2 separate regions of the Triticum aestivum genome follow, and region 1 is linked to region 2. Evidence: chromatin contacts called from public Hi-C data. All regions are on one chromosome and are shown on one strand. Each heading gives the region's core, a stretch centred on a gene start, on an enhancer-like site or on the middle of the called end of the contact. The rest is flanking DNA. Distances are from core to core; before and after follow the strand shown.

Evidence for each region. A called contact is a pair of places that touch in the nucleus more often than the background predicts.
Region 1: a contact with region 2 is called in a Hi-C map of leaf, with 3 times the contacts expected there. The contact joins the promoter of LOC123125998 here to the promoter of LOC123123480 in region 2. A contact is called at or near these places in 2 of 5 Hi-C or Micro-C datasets (both in leaf).

Annotation. Positions count from the first base shown.
Region 1 is chr5D:528,591,711-528,595,584 of IWGSC CS RefSeq v2.1, reverse strand. It overlaps LOC123125998 (zinc finger protein ZAT12), which reads right to left and starts at 2,550. Exons shown (of 1, transcript XM_044546425.1): 1 at 1,795-2,550. The coding sequence starts at 2,454. The coding sequence ends at 2,038.
Region 2 is chr5D:528,344,921-528,348,645 of IWGSC CS RefSeq v2.1, reverse strand. LOC123123480 (NEDD8-activating enzyme E1 regulatory subunit AXR1) reads right to left here and starts at 2,446. Exons shown (of 14, transcript XM_044543998.1): 1 at 2,233-2,446; 2 at 1,284-1,456; 3 at 1,021-1,184. The coding sequence starts at 2,309.

The DNA.
Region 1 (3,874 bases), core at 1,301-3,800, 250 kb before region 2:
GGTGATGCTGGTGATCGTCAGGGTTGTTGCACATCGAGGAGCTTAAAGAGATGGTTGCGGCGATGATAAGTAACGATGGTAGGACGATGATGCACGGAATCACCTCAACTTACCTCCTGACACACCTCGTTACCTCAACTTACGTCTTAACACACCTATTGATACCATTACCAAAGCCTAAACCATAGAGCTTTAGCTCACCATCATATTATCATATGAAATCATCACCATTCCCTATTTTTTGATGTGACAAATGGTCTGCAACTACCAACTGGCAACAAACTTAGTGCTCCGTACAACTTCTCCAATTTGTACATATAGAATCATTTAGTTATCCACAGTCAAAACCTAGCTCCCCCCCCCCCCCTCCAAATCACAACTATCACATACTCTTTGCTCACTAATTTTCTCTTTGTTGGATACACTCTGTCTTCCCCGCCGATGATTTAGCGTATTGTGGATTATCATCTCCTCCAACACTTCGAGAGGCTAGCAACTTCAACTTGGAGATGGTAGCACAAGTAACAGTCGTAGGTGGATGATTGCATGCATTGTTGAAGTGATGCCACTTGGAAATGGTAGCACGCATGGGCGGAGCTACACTAGGATTGCATGCATTGTCGATGAGCATGAACATTAACTTCATATTTGTGTCTCTGGTGGTGGTTCAGTGATGGGGTCTCGTTAGCGTCTCAACAAGAAGATAAATAAGAGTGTCCCACCGATCAGAAGCAATAATTAAAATAGATGCATTGTATATACTCCCATACAAAACTATAGGGATGAAGCCAACCCATCCACCTCCATCCATGCTTGTGTTCTCACTTCTATTATGTCTATTGTACCGAGGATTCCAGGCGACTTCTGCCTTATCCACACGCGATTTCCTTCCCCACACGACTAACGGTTGAGCCCTATAGAGGATTTTTAACTCATGTATGAATACATGATCATTTCTTTTGTAGATATGTCATTCCTACAAATACATGCAATTTATCAACACTAGACAAAAACCTTGATCAAAATGTGTAGCTCATGAGCCACACCGATCGACGGCCTATGTGACTTTTAATCTCCCTCCACGAATGAGTATATCAAATACGTTTCAAAACTTGTTGGTTGTGGTGAGTGCACGACATAAGACCCAAATCTAGGTGGGGATACACAATTTATGTGGACTTGTTTTATTATTGCCATAATTTTGTTTTAAATTAGTTTTTGACTTTTTACATGTTGTTCAAAAGCCTACACATTTGATCATGTTTGTGCTCACTTCATCAAATGAAGGCCCATGAGTTTCATGCCTTTGGCGCAGCCACTTGGAGAAGGTGTACAAGTGAACAGCCATTATTTTGGCGGAGCTATACTAGGATTTGGATGTACAAGTGAACAATCATTATTTTGGCAAACATTTTGAATGGCACATATATAATTCACGTATATAGGACAATGCACATCAAATGAATGAGGAAATATGCGTAAAACTAGGATTTTTAGGTGACTCTGTACACCCATTCTTGAGCTGCTGGCTCCGCCACTAGGAGGGATTTTTCTTTGGGTACAGCCACTTGACAAGGGAGCTTCGGTGCTTATAGTCATCACTAGGTGATCTACGAATCTAGGTATAGTTTTTATTATTTTGGGTGTTCGTTGTACTGCCATGACTGAAAATGAATAGATCGGAAGTTTTGACGCAAAAAAAAATGGTAGCAAGGGATTTGTTCAATGATAGAGTGAAAGACCCTCTTTGGAAAAAAAAAACACATGGAATTGATCGACTCAACTCGTAGGCGGTTCAGTTAGAACAGAATAACGAACAAATCAATGTAACACGTATGTAGTCTCAGAAATCAACGAACGAACAAGTCCTAAATACGTACATAATCATAAAAATGAGAGAATGAACCAAGGATCAACACCTACTAGTGTGCAGCAAATGTACAAATCCAATCGCGCACACAGGAGAACCAGTAAACCTGCACTGGGTGCCTACCTATATCGAACCAGCTATAGAGAAACCAATGAAACGCTAGCCAGCTAGACGAAGAGCTGGAGCAGAACCGGCGGTGCCTGGGCCGTGGTGGCGGCCCCGTGCTCGCGGTGCCGGCGCATATGTCCCCCGAGCGCCTGCCCCATCTCGAACTCGAGCCCGCAGATGTGGCACCGGTGCGCCTGCTTCTGGTCCGTGGTCTTCCTGGTCGCCGGCTGATCGGACCCGGCAGCGAGGCCGAGCGCGAGCCCGTTGCGGCCGCGGAGGTGGCTGGTCCGGTGCCCGCCAAGCGCCTGGAACGACGGGAACGAGCGGCTGCACGTCTTGCACACGAACTCCCCGTCCGCGGCGCCGCGGCGCATCTTCTTGCTGCGGTCGGCGATGGCGCCGAGGGAGAGCGAGAGGGAGAGGGACGAGGGCGCATCGGCCTCATCTCTGTACTGCTGCTTCATTGACGAAACCATGGCGGCTAGTCGGATGACCTCTACAAGAGTTCGTAGTTCTGTGCGGATTCGGTCACTCGGAAGAGCTCGGAATTGGCTGTGGATATGGCTCGGTCGTGCAGGGTTAGCCTTTTATAGTGCTAGCGGTGGGGAGTGGCTGGTACTAGTAGCCACCAGGTACATCGCTTGTAGACCACGTCTGGCTTGACGACTGCGGTGCGGAGGCACGACTTGGAGCCCGTCGCGATCGGCGGCGACCCCCCTAAAGCGCAGGTCAGGAAAGATAGAACCTTCTCCTCTGCTCGCGTCAGCCTAGAGTAATTGCTTAGCCTGCTCCGAGGTAGCCCGTGACGCGGTTACGTGCATGTGGACCGAAGGGACAGCGAAATGGGACGGAACCATAATTTGACAGCTCGCGGTCCATATCCGTTGTACTCCTGGTTGGGTATTTGTTGCTGCATGGACCGGCCTACTTTATGTTGACTGGCGCCGATTTGACGGATCAATCAACGACGATTCTTTCGCCAGAAGAATGAGGGCATGCATACTATTCCACAGTTCTTTCTCTTCTTTTGCATGGACGGTTCCAAGTTTCCAGTTTCGGTTCTTGCTCCTGTTCTCCAGTCCAAGAATGGCTTGCCGCGTCCGCATGAATTACAGCACCACATGCATGCAGCTATGGAATTTCTCCGTGATGCATGGCACATGCGCCACGCGCTCCAACGATCGTCCGTGTGCATGCATTGCACTCGTACGCGTGTGTGCATGTGCCTGTATTTCACGGAAATGACTACAAATCCTGACTAGCTAACTGCAATACGCGCTAAATTAGTTCTTTTGCACCACAAGCCATGAATGAGCATGTGCATATCGAGACTCAAGAAACGGATGGCGACGACCCCGATTCAAGTCAATTGTTGTTGGGTACGGCTGGGGAGTGACGTCCCTGTTGTGGAGCTTATGACATACTCCTACTTCTCTCTCGAGCGGTCTGGTCCAATGCGCTAACACATCGGTCCGCAAACTGGTCTGGACGTCTGTTTATCCACAGCAGGGCCGTCTCCAGAAATTTAAGGCCCCTGTGCGAAATGCAAATTGTGGTCCTAAACTTTCTAGAATACTTGGTTTTTAAGAAAAGAAATTTGAATAAATTCAAACACTGTATAAATTATAGGCTAGTCAAGGTAATATAACAAAAATAAACGACCTAAATGTTAAACGAGCAACTATCTTGGAAATCTTGGTGTGTGTCAAGTTGATTAACTAACCAACTTCATATAACAAAAATAAACGACCTGAATTGATGCGTATGCGCACAATATACTGACTAATATAATTATTCAACAGTACACAATATAGTCTAAATTTAATGGATTCAATTTGAGCGCACCTCTTAGACATATCGGTGATGCCCTCACCTTTGGTCTTGGCCACCCGCTGC
Region 2 (3,725 bases), core at 1,197-3,696:
AATTGCAAACACGGACAAATATGTAGTATGTGGACCACATCATATATTTTCTTATGCACACAGCAGTTAGTTGATCCTTAAGGGAACATTAAGAGAAATTTTAATTTAATGCTAACTCAGAAGCCTGCATTTATTTATTTATTTTGCATTGGGCATAGTGCAATGAAATTTTGGCGCAAATGAAAATTCCAGTAACTATATGGGTTGGGAGATTTACTAGTAACAATTTTCTTGAGACCACTATGTTATGAGAAGTTTACTCGCATATTTGCATAAGTAGATAAAGTGTCATGCCAATTCGCCTTAAGCGGTCACTTTAAATCTTATCTGACAGACTGACACTGGATTATGGTAACATATTGCATATAACTAGATAAAGTGTCATGCCAATTCACCTTAAGCGGACACTTATCTGACACTGGATTATGGTAACCCTGTTTGGTCGAACAGCTTCCAAATATATATTTGGTTGTTTGACCAACTTTTTTTCTTAATCAAGTTGCAAACAAATGTAGTATTGATTTCCAAACATGTGAGATTCAATGTGAGAGGATAAATATATTTATCTAACTTTAATTTATTTCCTCAAAAAACAAAAAGACTTGTTGCAACTTTTACCATGGCAGGTTGAAAACACTGCTTAATATCTGTGGTCACAGGCTCAAATCATCTAATTCTCTAATAGTATGAAATAGGCATTTCAGGTAGTCACCCACCACGATCCATATATTTCCCAGCTTAAAAAATGCTTTACTATTAAATATACAAAAGTATTCACTTCTTTCCCAGCGTACAACTATTTGTAATAGAAATACATAGGTTATTCAGTTATATATATATATCTCATGCATAACCCTGACCCTACAAACCGCCTAATCTACCATCCAAGATTTTGATCACTTCAATTTTTTGGCTTAAAAAAAACACAAGTGTTCATTCAGCTAAAACTCTACGCAGAAAGCATCAGCAAATGAATCACTGCGTTTGCAGCTTATGTTAAGAGTATATCAAAACACATACCTGTGTAGCAATGACAACAGTGAACTCGGAAAAGAAGGAAGGATTTGTATCTATCATTGTCGCTACAGACTCCTCAACATATTTGGCTTTCACAGCATCATTGAGCTCTTGTAGGAAAGAACAGATAGATTTTGCTCTTGAATGACCCAAGCACCCTTCATCCACTGAACAGAAATACAGAGCACTCAGTAAATATGAATTCCATCACTTTTATGGAAATGAATTTAAGGAACAGAAGGAACAGCATCGCATATTCGCATTACACAAAAAATTGTTTCCCAGGTCCGACGGTTCAACTTTGGAATCATCAACAACAGTAACACTCCCTATTCCTCCAAGCACAAGGTTCTTCAGCGCTTCAGTTCCGGTAGGGCCACAGTTAAGCAAGCATATGCTAGCCTTCTCCAGTGCAGCCTGTCCTTGATCACCCCATATCCTGTACTTCATATTTACAAGATCATGTAGCTTTCAATATATGCACATATTCATCATAAGCTTTTGTAGGGAGGAACTTAAGCTGATAATAATGAACATCTATTGTAAGACATTACTGAGAAAAAGTGAAGGGCAGAAGGCCATACAATAGAATGTGGGTCATATTAAATTTATTAATTAAAGACTGTCATGAATTATAGTTTTGGTTTGCACTGATGAGCGCCAAAGATTTGTATCAGTAAATGTTGTTGCTATCCTGATGTCATGGATAACTATGTTTGGATAAGCTGAATTGCTGGTTTCCAAATAGCTCGATTTCAAAATTCCGTGCAGACTAAAAGAGCTACAAATGTAGTAGTGGACAGTCAACATGTTATTGTACTAGCATATGCACAGGAACTCGAACCACCCATGTAAGCACGATTCATCTGAAGTTCTGAACATCATCATAAACATAACAAGTAGTGCCGTCTTAACCAGCAACCAAACACTCGCTCCAATCAGGACCCAAACAGCGCTTCCAAAATCCCGAACAACAACAGCCACCCCGACTGCATGCAATGCAAGGCCCGCGGCCTTCGAATCTAGAAGCAGGGCACCCGCTTCCCTCGGACAGTTCAGGCCGGCCAGCGGGCCGAATCACAGCGGAAGCAGAAAACCCTAGACCACACGCCGCCCCTACCGAAACCGAGCCCGAGAGGACGAGCGTAGTTCCACCAGTCACGCGGAGATGTAACCAAGGGTGGGGTGATGCCGTGGAGGGCGCCGACGCGTTACCTGAGCTGGCGATCGTACTTGGTCTTGGGCTCGGCAACGGCGACGGCGGAGGCGGAGGCGGATGGGGCGGCGGCCATGGCTGCGGAGGCGTAGTCTCTTCCCTGTGCGGCGGTGGGGGTTTCCGCCTCGCCGCGCCGGGCCGCGCCGCCTCCTCACCGGCGCCCCCGAGGAATAAAGCGAGGAGCGGAAGTGGAAGTGCGGAGCCAGGGGAGAAGGCATTTATTCGCTTTCCGTTACTATGGCAAATGCGTCAGGCCAGCTAGAAGTTCTCCGCAGAGCCCATCCTGGCCCAACTTCCCATTCTCTCGGCCTACGTACCAGGACAGGCCTACTAGGCTTGTGTCGGCCTGGCCCAGAAGGCTATCAGGATTCCTCACCAAAAAAAAGATATCAGGAAGGCCCGATTCGAGTTTACATCACTCATTACGAGGTCACTAATTAAGGAATATTTGCCTAAAAAAACTAATTAAGGAATATTATTGTCTCAAAAAACTAATTAAGAAATACTATTTCTGGATTTATTTTAGAATTTCCGGCGATGCGCTTTCAGTGCATCGATGACAAGGCACCTACGGTGGCTTCGTAAATCTCAAGATGATATGCCGGCGCAGTCTCTCGGAGGTGCTCATAAGGGGTAGGGTGTGCGTGTGTGTGTTCATACGGTGAGTGTATGCGCGTATGTATGAGCGCTTGCGTCTATGTTGTGTTCAAAAACTAATTAAGCAATACTACCCCTAAAAAAACTAATTAAGGAATATTGATTCTAAAAAAAGTGTAAGTAATACTCGGCTAGAAAAACTAATTAAGGAATACTCTTTGTAAAGATCATTCCCACCTTATCATGAAAAAAACTTGATTCCTCCATGTTAAAGGATTCCTTGCGTCGAGATCTTTAAAACTTGGTTCCATGTTAATAGATTTCAACGAACTTTTTTTCCATAAAAAAAAGAAACTGGGAGCACTTTTTTCCATTTTCAAAGAGGCACGCGTTTTTTCCTTTCCAAAAGTCACGAACCGTGCCTCCATGAAAAGTAAATCCGTACCTCCATAAGAAGTAAGTATGTGCCTTTCACGGAAGGCAAAAAAGATTAAAAAAACATATTTTTTCCTTTTCCGCAAGGCACGACTGTACCTCTCGCGGAAGCAAATCCGTGTCTTCACGAGAAGTAAATCTGTGTCTCTCGTAGAATGAAAAAAATAAACGTATTTTTTCGAGAGGCACGATCATGGAAGCAAATCCCTGCCTATCGCAAAAGAAAAAAAGAAAAAAGAAAACATTTTTTCACTACTTTTTCTGTGAGGCATGATTGTGCCTCTCACAGAAGCAAATCCATGTCTTCATGAGAAGTAAATCCGTGTCTCTCGTGGAACGAAAAAATGCATCTTTTTTGTTTTCTGAGAGGTACGATCATGGAAGCAAATCCCTGCCACTCGTGGAAGGAAAAAAAGAAAACATGTTTTCATTTCTTTTTTGTGAGGCACGACTATGCTTC